Regions from separate parts of the Mus musculus genome. Here all the other regions are linked to region 3. A link is a contact called in public HiChIP or PLAC-seq data. All regions are on one chromosome and are shown on one strand. Each heading gives the region's core, a stretch centred on a gene start, on an enhancer-like site or on the middle of the called end of the contact. The rest is flanking DNA. Distances are from core to core; before and after follow the strand shown.

Region 1 (3,296 bases), core at 60-2,559, 210 kb before region 3:
TAATGAATATTTCTCCTGCTTGTATGTATGTGCACCATTTACATGCAGTGCCTGCAGTGGTCAGAAGAGGGAAGAAGAACATCTGAAACTAGAATTACAGTAGGTTTGAGACCCCACCCCCACATGGGTGCTGCAAACTGAACCCTGGTCCTTTTTGCATGAACAGCAAGAGCTCTTAACAACTGAGCCTTTTCTCCATCCACTCAAAGGACAATCTTAAGAAAGACTTGGCTCTGTGTGTGTATGTGTGCTTGTGTTAGTTTTGAATATCCTCACAGTCTAACATTGATGCACATCTTTCAAGCTGATTATTCAGTGGTTTTGGGACTCCAAAGATCTGGCATCCAAACCAGCTGGCTTCTCCCTTGTTACCCAGGCTGCTCTACACAGCACCGGTGGTGTCGCATAAGTCCTTGAAGGCTTTGCTGAGAATGAATGAAAACTCGCCTGACCTATCCTGCAGGCCTATATATATATATATATATATAGTACTGCAGCACCTGCTGTGGACAACGCTGGGGCGAACCAGGTTTGTAGGGGCCTAAAATTTACTGTCTAGCCTAACCTGCGTTCAAAATAGTGGGCCATACTCCTGCCTCAGCTTCCCGAGTCCTAAGATGACGACAGGCCTGCAAGCAAATACGTGTCATGACTAGCATACTTAAACATAGAACCAGGGCCTCTTTAATGTACAGGGCCTCTTTAATGCAGTAGATTTTTTTGACTCTTCCTGAAAAGATCTTAGGCTCCTGCTGTCATTGAAAGTCCTTAAACAGAAAACAAAACAAAACAAAACAAAACCAAAACAGAATATCAGAGCAGCTGGAAGATTTTGTGTGAACTCACCTAAGCCAGAAAAGATAGGCCTACAAATCATGAAATTGGATTTCAGCAAACACATGGGTTTTTTCTGCATGTTGATGCACACAAGCATTTGGTACCTCTGTCACACTGCTTCTGTGGATTTGTAGCTTCATCAAAGGCTGTTAGAGCGCACTCAGTGTTTGCATAGGCCCTTTCTGTGAATTGTGAATGACGTAGGACTGAGGGCATTATCCATGAGGACAGGCAGAGCAAGCTGTATTATTAATTACATTCTTGGTGCTCTGATAAAATACACCGAGCTTTAAGAACTAGAGTTTCGGTTGGTTCCCAGTTTGAGGGCACAAAGTCAGCCCATTCTGGTAGGGAGGGGCCCAAATCTGCTCCTAGTGTTGAGCTTGAATTGGGAAGCAGAGCAGAGAATGCAGGCTCACAGTTTACACTGCCTTCTTGATCTTTTTAATTCGGCCTGGGTGGGTCTTCCCTTAAGCCTCTCTGGAATGCTCTCACATATATACCCAAAAGGTTGCCCACTAGGTCATTCTAAAAGGCAGATTGAGTATCACAGCTGGATACATGGTTGCCTTTCTTGCCCCTTAGGGAAGAGAACTGAACAGATCTTATTAACCATCACTGTTGGAATGTACGTGTCTCCATCCAGCCCAGGCTTCTTGGTTGATATATTTACTGCTTAATTGATTTGTTTATTTCTGTATTTGCTGGTGCATTTTTCACTTTTGTTTCTGTTTGTATCACATGGAAACCATATTGAACTTGATAACTTGGATACACTAGGTGCCAGCAGGAGGTAGGTGTCTTTTATCTGCTTCTCCTGGTCTCAGTGGTGATTCAGTCCTGCATTCATACCACAGAGAATAGTAAACTCTATCACATATATGACCAGGGAAGTGTTCTGCAGAGGACTTGATGGTTGTCAGAAGTGGCAAAAAGAGCACACACTTTGAATTTGGTCGATAAACACAGTTCATTCTTGTCACACCCATGAGGTTTCCCATGGTTCATAGCGAGGGCCTGCGTTCATTGGAAGCTTGTGTTAGACTTTAAGAAAAGGGAAGCTCATTAAAAGTGCCTGTTGGTTTTGGGCTAATATCCACTTATCAGTGAGTACATATTGTGTGAGTTCCTTTGTGAATGTGTTACCTCACTCAGGATGATGCCCTCCAGGTCCATCCATTTGGCCAGGAATTTCATAAATTCATTCTTTTTAATAGCTGAGTAGTACTCCATTGTGTAGATGTACCACATCTTCTGTATCCATTCCTCTGTTGAGGGGCATCTGGGTTCCTTCCAGCTTCTGGCTATTATAAATAAGGCTGCTATGAACATAGTGGAGCATGTGTCCTTCTTACCAGTTGGGGCATCTTCTGGATATATGCCCAGGAGAGGTATTGCTGGATCCTCCGGTAGTACTATATCCAGTTTTCTGAGGAACCGCCAGACTGATCTCCAGAGTGGTTGTACAAGCCTGCAATCCCACCAACAATGGAGGAGTGTTCCTCTTTCTCCACATCCTCGCCAGCATCTGCTGTCACCTGAATTTTTGATCTTAGCCATTCTGACTGGTGTGAGGTGGAATCTCAGGGTTAGCCCAAAACCTAAGATACCCAAGATATAAGATACAATTTCCTAAACACATGAAACTCAAGAAAAATGAAGACTGAAGTGTGAACACTATGCCCCTCCTTAGAAGTGGGAGCAAAACACCCTTGGAAGGAGTTACAGAGACAAAGTTTGGAGTTGAGATAAAAGGATGGACCATGTAGACACTACCATATCCGGGGATCCATCCCATAATCAGCTTCCAAATGCGGACACCATTGCATACACTAGCAAGATTATGCTGAAAGGACCCTGATATAGCTGTCTCTTGTCAGAGTATGCCTGGGCCTAGCAAACATAGAAGTGGATGCTCACAGTCGGCTATTGGATGGATCACATGGCCCCCAATGAAGGAGCTAGAGAAAGTACCAAAGAAGCTAAAGGGATCTGCAACCCTATAGGTGGAACAACATTATGAACTAACCAGTACCCCGGAGCTCTTGACTCTAGCTGCATATGCATCAAAAGATGGCCTAGTCGGCCATCACTGGAAAGAGAGGCCCATTGGACACGCAAACTTTATATGCCCCAGTACAGGGGAACGCCAGGGCCATAAAAGGGGAGTGGGTGGGTAGGGGAGAAGGGGTGGGTGGCTATGGGGGACTTTTGGTATAGCATTGCAAATGTAAATGAGCGAAATACCTAATAAAAAATGGAAAAAAAAAAAAAAAAAAAAAAAAAAAAAAAAAAAAAGTGCCTGTTGGGATTGTTGACCTGTGAGTGTGCTCCCGCCTTCAGAAGACATCCTTTGGTACCTGTGCATGGCCGAGAGTATGTTGCAAACCAGATGGGACACACCCACAGGTTGGCATAGCTGAGGCATGAGGTACCGCGGCTATAGATTCAGCCATCTT
Region 2 (3,457 bases), core at 332-2,831, 150 kb before region 3:
TGCAAACCCAACGTCTGGAGTCTCTTGTAAGCAGTCACAGCTTACAAGAGACTCCAGAAGTGGTGATGAAGGTGGCTCTGTAAGGCTCATAACAAGAACCAATCAGTGCTCCAGGAGCCCGCTATAGCACCACCTTATTTACTGAAACCACTGGTTTTGACCTGTATTATAGGAATGTGAGAAAGTGATCCACACCTTGGCAATCATGAACTTGACTGAAAGAATCAACGAACAAAAACAAAACAGCAAAACTTAACGTTTGTGTTTGAAACTCACTTTTCTTTCCTTCTCTTCCTTCCCATTTGACAGTTGCCATCCTGCTGAAAGACGATTATTTTGTGAGTGGTGCCGGACTGCCGGGCAGATTCAAAGCTGAGAAGGTGGAGTTTCACTGGGGCCACAGCAATGGCTCCGCTGGCTCAGAGCATAGTGTCAATGGCCGGAGGTTTCCTGTGGAGGTGAGAAAAACTGGGGATCACGGGGATTCTTGTTGTTGGAGGCTGTGTCCTTACCTCAGTCATTCTGCAGGCTAAATGGACGTTCCCTGCATTCCTCTCAGGAAACCCTATGTGGAGAGCACAGCAAAGAGCTTCCCACAGTCTCTTCTTTGCTATAGAGGAAAGCCGTAAAGTGTCCACAGGCACTCTGACTTTTGCCTGCTTAGGGATCCTTCATTCCCTTTGACACAGTCTCTCTTTTCAATCTGCTTCTCAGGCCCTCTTTTCTGTGAAGGTGACATTTTATGTGATGCTTAGAGACTTTCTTGTCACTCTTTAGAAAATGAAAAGGCTGGTGATATGGAAAGAAGTCTCAGAATCTTCTCTGAGGTGTGACCTTCTTTGAAGAGTTTGTTTTGGGTTTTGGTCCCTTCCAGCTGGATGTGACTATTGATGGTCTGAGCCACTGTCATCTTTTCTTAGAACTGATGGTAACTCTATTTCATTCCTCAAGCATTGTGAGGCCATCTTTTCACAAAGCCAGGCTGGCAATCGGAAGGCCATGGTACTGATATATAGAATTGACAAAGGAGTCCTGTGGAAACCATACCTTCATTAGTATCACCTGGCATATGACATGTATTGTGAGCCCCTTTTGCTTTATTCGTGTGTTTTAGTTTTATTCTGTTAGGATAACCCGTGCTGATTGGCTAGATGCCTATATGCTAAGCCTGACTGGTTTGTGGCCGATCTCAGTAGATATGCAGGTAGTCTTTGGTTGGATAAAACAGGGAGTCCCTAGGGAATGCTGGACTGTTCTAACCACAGAATCAGATAACAGTATCATTTCAGCAACAAATGTTTCTCAGTTTGTGTCCTGCTTTGATAGTCTGATAAATGTTTGGGATCCTCTTCATAATGAAAATACATGTATTTCACATGTATGTATGACGTACAGAGCATTAGGTCTATTACCTAGCTCTTGCAGCCTGTTGATGACCCTTGTGTGAGAACTCATGTAAGTTGGAACAGGCGCTGGTATCTCTGCTCTGGAGTGCTTTTGAACTCAATGGGACAGTCTTTCCGCCTCAGCATTTCCGCCTGTACTCTCACGACACAGACCACTTTAGATCCAAGAATGTGTGGAGCTTTTACCCCAGCAGTGTGCTGAAAGTTCCATGCACGGCTCTGCCTGTCTGTTCCTTCCCGCACTACCTCTGTGTGGAGATTATGTAGATCCTGCAGACAGCCTCACTGCTACCAGACTGCTGCAGAAGAACCTCAATTGGGCCCTCGATCTGCAGGAAAATGGGGTTCCGGTGGTTATAGGCGGGCAAGGAATTGGCGAGAAGGGGGTGACAAACAAATATGAACACAAGGGAGTGTGGTATCTGAATGTAATTGTCGAAGTCCGTCTTTTATATTACAGGAAACAAAGAAATTAAGTGATACATTAAGGCCATTCAAGGTACATTGAAGTTATCTGATGCAAAATTACTTTTACTACAAAACAGAGGAGTGCGTACTTAAAAGCTAATGGGGGGCTGGTGAGATGGCTCAGTGGGTAAGAGCACCCGACTGCTCTTCCGAAGGTCCAGAGTTCAAATTCCAGCAACCACATGGTGGCTCACAACCATCTGTAACAAAATCTGACGCCCTCTTCTGGTGTGTCTGAAGACAGCTACAGTGTACTTACATGTAATAAATAAATAAATCTTTAAAAAAAAAAAAAAAGCTAATGGGAACCAACTGGGATAAAATCAGTGTTAACAATTGGGATCCATAGTAACCCCACCTAAGGTGGGGTTAATTTTAGAAGCCAGGGGCAAGGGCTTCACACCCTTGCCATTGTTCCTACTCTAGTCTATTGTATACTCCACCTTCCCCCTAGGCCATTGTAAATACCTGTGTATGGGTGTAACTCAGCTATCTATAGTTCTAAGTTTTTACTCTAGTTCCTTCTTAGACCACAACCTTCCTTCTTCCTAGATAATTGTAAATTCTTGCATATGAGAGTAGCTCAGCTATTATTCTAAGTGATTGTGTGTGTGTTGGGGGGGGGGGCTTTCTACTAATAAGTAATGTAGTCTGCCATCCATGACTATAATGAAGATTCTAAGTATACTTTGCTAAGCTTGCCCTGAGATTTCTAACTCTTATCCAGTAAAATATTTTAAGAAAGCGTGCAAGACCCCCCACACTATCCCAGGGACAAATCTGGGTCATTCTAGCCAAATTTCCAGGAGACTAAGTTTTCGTGAACTTTTCATCTCAGGACTGCGTCCAGGTTTTTGGGGCCTGTCATGCGTGTCACTACTGGAGTGGTTGTAGCACCGGACAACCTCTACTTCCATCACAAGTTTCTGCCTGTGAGACTCCGGATACCCCTATTCATTATTAGTTTTCTGATATAGCTCACAGACCTTAGTCACATCCACATCTCCCAAGTTTGTTGCAATGGATATTTGAAAGGTTCCAGACAATGTAATTAGAGAAGAGGAAACGTGATTAGGTCTGGAGATCCTGGGTACAGGAGCTTGTGAGGTTCCCACAAGTCAGTTCTTACTCATTTAAGTGTGGACTGTGGAAGCATGTACAGTAATGTCTGGGCTAGTGCTGGTAGCTGGGGCAGGGCAGCTTACTCAGACCTGTTCCTTCAAATTCTTTTGGGCTTGGGCTGGCTGTAGCATTTTTTTCCCTGTATAGAGAGCAGGTGGTAAGGCTAGTTACACTATCAGACAAAGTAACACAAATCATTTCTTTATAGGCAATCCCAAGACACAATGTTGGGGCAGGGTGGTGTTTCTGAACTGGCCTTACGGACAGTTTATTTTCTCTTGAGAAGGATTCTCTAGTTTCTTGAAGGATCAGACGACAAAACCTATGGATGAAAACATATACATGCATGAATGTATATCTGCATGCATTTATACACACGCTCACATGTATCATAGTATCACCTACACTGAAATAGATCTCTCTCTTACATACTGGTCCTAGAGACACCAGAAGTAACTACT
Region 3 (3,706 bases), core at 981-3,480:
ATCAGTGATGCAAAAGCATTAAGAGATAGATGGTGCCCTAGCATGGCCCACACAGGGCATCAGGGTATGGACGGAGGCATTGGGTGCTGTACGGGGACCCGCAGTTTTCATATAAGATCACAAACCAAGTGTTTCTAACCCACTGCTGCCCTCCTTTCTTCTGACTTGGGTCTGAGATGGCCTCCTTGAAAGGTAGGATTCAGGCCAAGCAGTTAATCACAGGAAGAAACTGGTAAAACTGGAGTGGTATTGGTACCCTGGCTGAGGAGTCAGCCACTTGTGGCCTGAGGGCCCTTCAGCTGCCCCCTGAGCAGTGACAGAATAAAGGAGCACGTTTTGGAAAGTACACGTTCTTTATCAAGAGTTCAGCCTACAGACTGTAAAGGAGTTAGTGGGAAAGCCGATTGCAGCTACACCTAATGACATGAGTTCAGTCCCCAGGGTCCATGTGATGAAAGGAGAGAAGCAACTCCCACACACTGGCCACTGCCTCCACATGCACAGCCCTTCAGAGTAAACAAGTAAATGTAATCTTAAAAAAGACCTCGGCTTGCACTGGGAAAAAATAGTAAGAGGCCTTATGTGTAGGGCCAAGAGCAATGGATAAGATAGAAAGATACTAGGAAGGAGCCACTAACCAGCACTATCTGAAGTGAGGGATTCCTGTAAGGCTCTTCTGTTTATATGGCCCCTTCCCTACCCAGCCAAACTTACAGCTTTAGGAAACAGTGGGGGGGGGGGAGTTCTAGAATAGAGTAACAATACCAGTACTTAACTAAGAACATAGGTAATAAAGCTTTGATCTTGGGGGATGGTCCAGAGATTCTCCTAAGCAAGGCAGAGGGTAGAGAATAGGGAGTAGTCAGTCAGATGATGCTCTGCTTGGACATTGTCGTGGCTACAGCAAACAGAGATGACCACTTCAGTACATCCAAGCAGACAGTGTACCTGGAGAAGCAATAGTCAGGGTGTTTCAAGGTGAGGCTGTGTGAGCCTTCCTGCACTGGACTGACTTCTAACTAGACAGTGAAGCCTGGTGTTTCATCTGTCTTGCATCCAGAGGTCTCTCCAATCAGAAAGCTTCTTACATGGCTTTGGAACTGACCTTGTACTCTGGCAGAGCTCAGCTCCCTGCTTGTTTGGTCTGGTTCCATGGTCCACTATGATCGCACTAGTCCTAGTTGACCCTTGAGGTCAAGAGCTGTCAATAGCTGGCTAAAGCCAGTTCTTCTATCAAGAAAGGATTCCTGAAGATGTTTCTGAGAACTCAGCCAACCAAAGTCTGGCCTTGTGTCACATGCCCATCCTTAAACAAATCAGAGGAGATGCTGAGTAGTGCCCAAAGACATCCAGTGTTGACCTTTCTCGGGTTACATGGAGCAGGAACTGTAGAAGGAGACCAGGCAGGGCAGCCCTTTATCCTCTGGGCAAAGCTAGGTGGCATGGTGCCAGGCTATTCTGAATTTTTCTGCTGAGAGCAGTCATTTTCCTTTGAGCATGTTTTTCTTTTTAATTCACACTCTGACAGAAAAGGTAGGGCTAGCAATTTGGTTCCTGAACAGGATCTGCCAGCTGTGAGGAGAAAATGAAATAGAGACGAATTTTCTTCCTAATGGCGAAGCCAACATTGTTTTGTTTTTAAAGAAATTAGTCCAAATATTTATTTCTGTAGGGTTGAGGAAAAAGTGTAGTTGATTTTCAAAAGGGTTCTTTTTTTTTACTTAAGATAAATGCTTCTGTCTTCAAATATTTAAATGCTTGAGCTATTGAAATTAAGATTTGCCCACTTTTTTTTTTCTTCTTCTTCTTGTAGTGAGGGGTGGACGTTGGCGAGCTCAGGGATTTGAAGGCCATCAACATACTGTGTTGTTTTGGCAGCTACAGCTATCTAATAGACTCCAATAAAACACACACTTTCGAGGAGTGGATGTCTGCAGAAGTGTTTGTGGATTCCAAGCATTTTGACATTTGGAAACTGGAGCTTTTAGAAAGTGCTTTGTCATGCCTTTGTGCTTGTCAGCGCTCTAGAGCAAGGACACAAGGAGAAGAATGCAGGTGTTTGCCTTCCCTGGAAGGGACCAAACAGAGAAAAAGAACCCCGACTTGCTTTCTAATTCATTACAAGCTGCCTGCAGAGGGCTGCACTTTTATCAGACCCTGCACCCTACATTGCTGTTTATTCCCAGGGAAGGGACAGGTTCCTGTTTCTGTGGCTTCACTGGCTCCTTGCTAGCCATCGTACAGAGGCCGCAGTTGCATCACACACACACCCCGCCACACACAGACACCACACCCCAGGAGAAAAGTGTCCATCTATGTATTAATGCTTCAAAACTTCAGATTCCAGTGTTCTTTCTGAAGCTAGCAGAGAGCACTGATTTCAGGGGCACAAGGGCCAATTTGGAAAAGCTGAGTGGTTAGGAATTCCACAACTGCCTCTGTCAGAAAAAAAACAGCCCAGTATTTCAGGTCCTGGTCCGCTGTTTCTCAGAAGCCTCCCTCTCTTATCTTTTCTCTCATCAGTAAGGGCAAGCAGTGAGCAAGTGAGGTCTCTGTAAGTTGTGCCGATCAACCCAGTCGTCGGAGCTGGGGAGATGGATTTCCTTAAAGGCTTTCAGGGCACACAAGCAGGTTCTTAACTTGCCTCTTTTACTCTTCCCTGTGAACCTACACTGGCATTCTAACCAGCTCTTAGCCAGTGACCTTGGCCTCTCTCTTGTATGATAATGTAGATTCAAATGTGTTCAGTTTGGGTGGAGTCTAGACACCTGGGCTGACCAGTAGTCAGTATAGGTTATGAGACTCCAGTCGACATCCATCGTAAATACTAGGCAAAGCCATGGGCCTGGGAAGAAATGTGATTCAACAGTAAAAACACTCGCTGCACAAGCATGAGAATCAAAGTTTGCATCTCTGGAAACAAAAATACTGAGTGAGTGCAGTGGCCCGCTTGTAATTAGCAACCATGTAAGGCTGGAACAGGCCGTCCTCAGGCAAGCTGGTCCTCAAAACTAGCTATACTTGGGGTTTGACTGAGGGAGATTGTCCTGGTGAGTATGATGCAAAGAGATAGAGAATGATCAATGCCTGACATCAGCCTCAGATTCCCCAGTGAGTGGGTATGCACACACGCACACACACACACACACACACACACACACACACATCAGGGGATAAGAGGAGAGAAAATGGGAAATAAAATGCTGCCATCTCCTTATCATCCATACAGAATTGCAGCCTGGGTCTGGCAGTACCAAGGAATGGAAGTAGTGCCTGGAGTCAGGTGTCTGCAGTCTTTCCTTAAGCGTCCATACATATGTATATCTTGTTCAGCACTTTCTCTGGAGCTGAGTCCAGAAGGCATTATTCTAATGTGGATTCAGTTCATCCTGCAGGAGAATTTTACAAACGCTGCTTCTTTGCCCATTGTCACCACTGGAGTGGATCCTCCTATCCATTAAAATGCGGCATTACCTATGGTTTTTCTCCAGCATGATCTTGTCTTAATAGTTAAATTTTATATGTGTGGGTATTTTGCCTACACATATGTCTCTGTACTAGACGAACAGGATTCCTAGTACCTGGGAAAACCAGAAGATGGCAATGAATCTCCTCGAACTGGAGTTACAGACTAGAATGAGACACTGGGTGTGCTCGGAATTGAACTCAGGACCTCTGTAAGGGTGATGAGTGCTCTTAACCACTG

Evidence for each region. HiChIP or PLAC-seq counts read pairs in DNA pulled down with a chosen protein or histone mark.
Region 1: a contact with region 3 is called in an H3K27ac HiChIP or PLAC-seq map of embryonic stem cells, with 22 read pairs. The contact joins two enhancer-like sites. A contact is called at or near these places in 2 of 484 Hi-C or Micro-C datasets (embryonic stem cells and nephron progenitors) and 3 of 115 datasets of contacts at active chromatin or transcription factors (all in embryonic stem cells).
Region 2: an H3K27ac HiChIP or PLAC-seq map of embryonic stem cells shows a contact between it and region 3, with 18 read pairs. The contact joins two enhancer-like sites. A contact is called at or near these places in 4 of 484 Hi-C or Micro-C datasets (embryonic stem cells, liver and nephron progenitors) and 5 of 115 datasets of contacts at active chromatin or transcription factors (cardiomyocytes and embryonic stem cells).

What each region holds. Positions count from the first base shown.
Region 1 is chr14:11,901,637-11,904,932 of GRCm38.p6, forward strand. All of the region lies in intron 2 of Ptprg (protein tyrosine phosphatase, receptor type, G), which reads left to right. Among named protein-coding and RNA genes, the nearest start is that of Gm52128, 330 kb to the left of the region's middle. Within about 2 kb of position 1,310, at least 9 of the 459 cell types and tissues checked have an H3K27ac peak or open chromatin away from gene starts, as enhancers often do. A contact at or near this core is called in embryonic stem cells, where this site is marked.
Region 2 is chr14:11,962,265-11,965,721 of GRCm38.p6, forward strand. Ptprg (protein tyrosine phosphatase, receptor type, G) reads left to right here. Exons shown (of 30, transcript NM_008981.3): 4 at 310-458. Among named protein-coding and RNA genes, the nearest start is that of 3830406C13Rik, 320 kb to the right of the region's middle. Within about 2 kb of position 1,582, at least 13 of the 459 cell types and tissues checked have an H3K27ac peak or open chromatin away from gene starts, as enhancers often do. A contact at or near this core is called in embryonic stem cells, where this site is marked.
Region 3 is chr14:12,111,506-12,115,211 of GRCm38.p6, forward strand. The region is part of intron 7 of Ptprg (protein tyrosine phosphatase, receptor type, G); the gene reads left to right. Among named protein-coding and RNA genes, the nearest start is that of 3830406C13Rik, 170 kb to the right of the region's middle. Within about 2 kb of position 2,231, at least 27 of the 459 cell types and tissues checked have an H3K27ac peak or open chromatin away from gene starts, as enhancers often do. A contact at or near this core is called in embryonic stem cells, where this site is marked.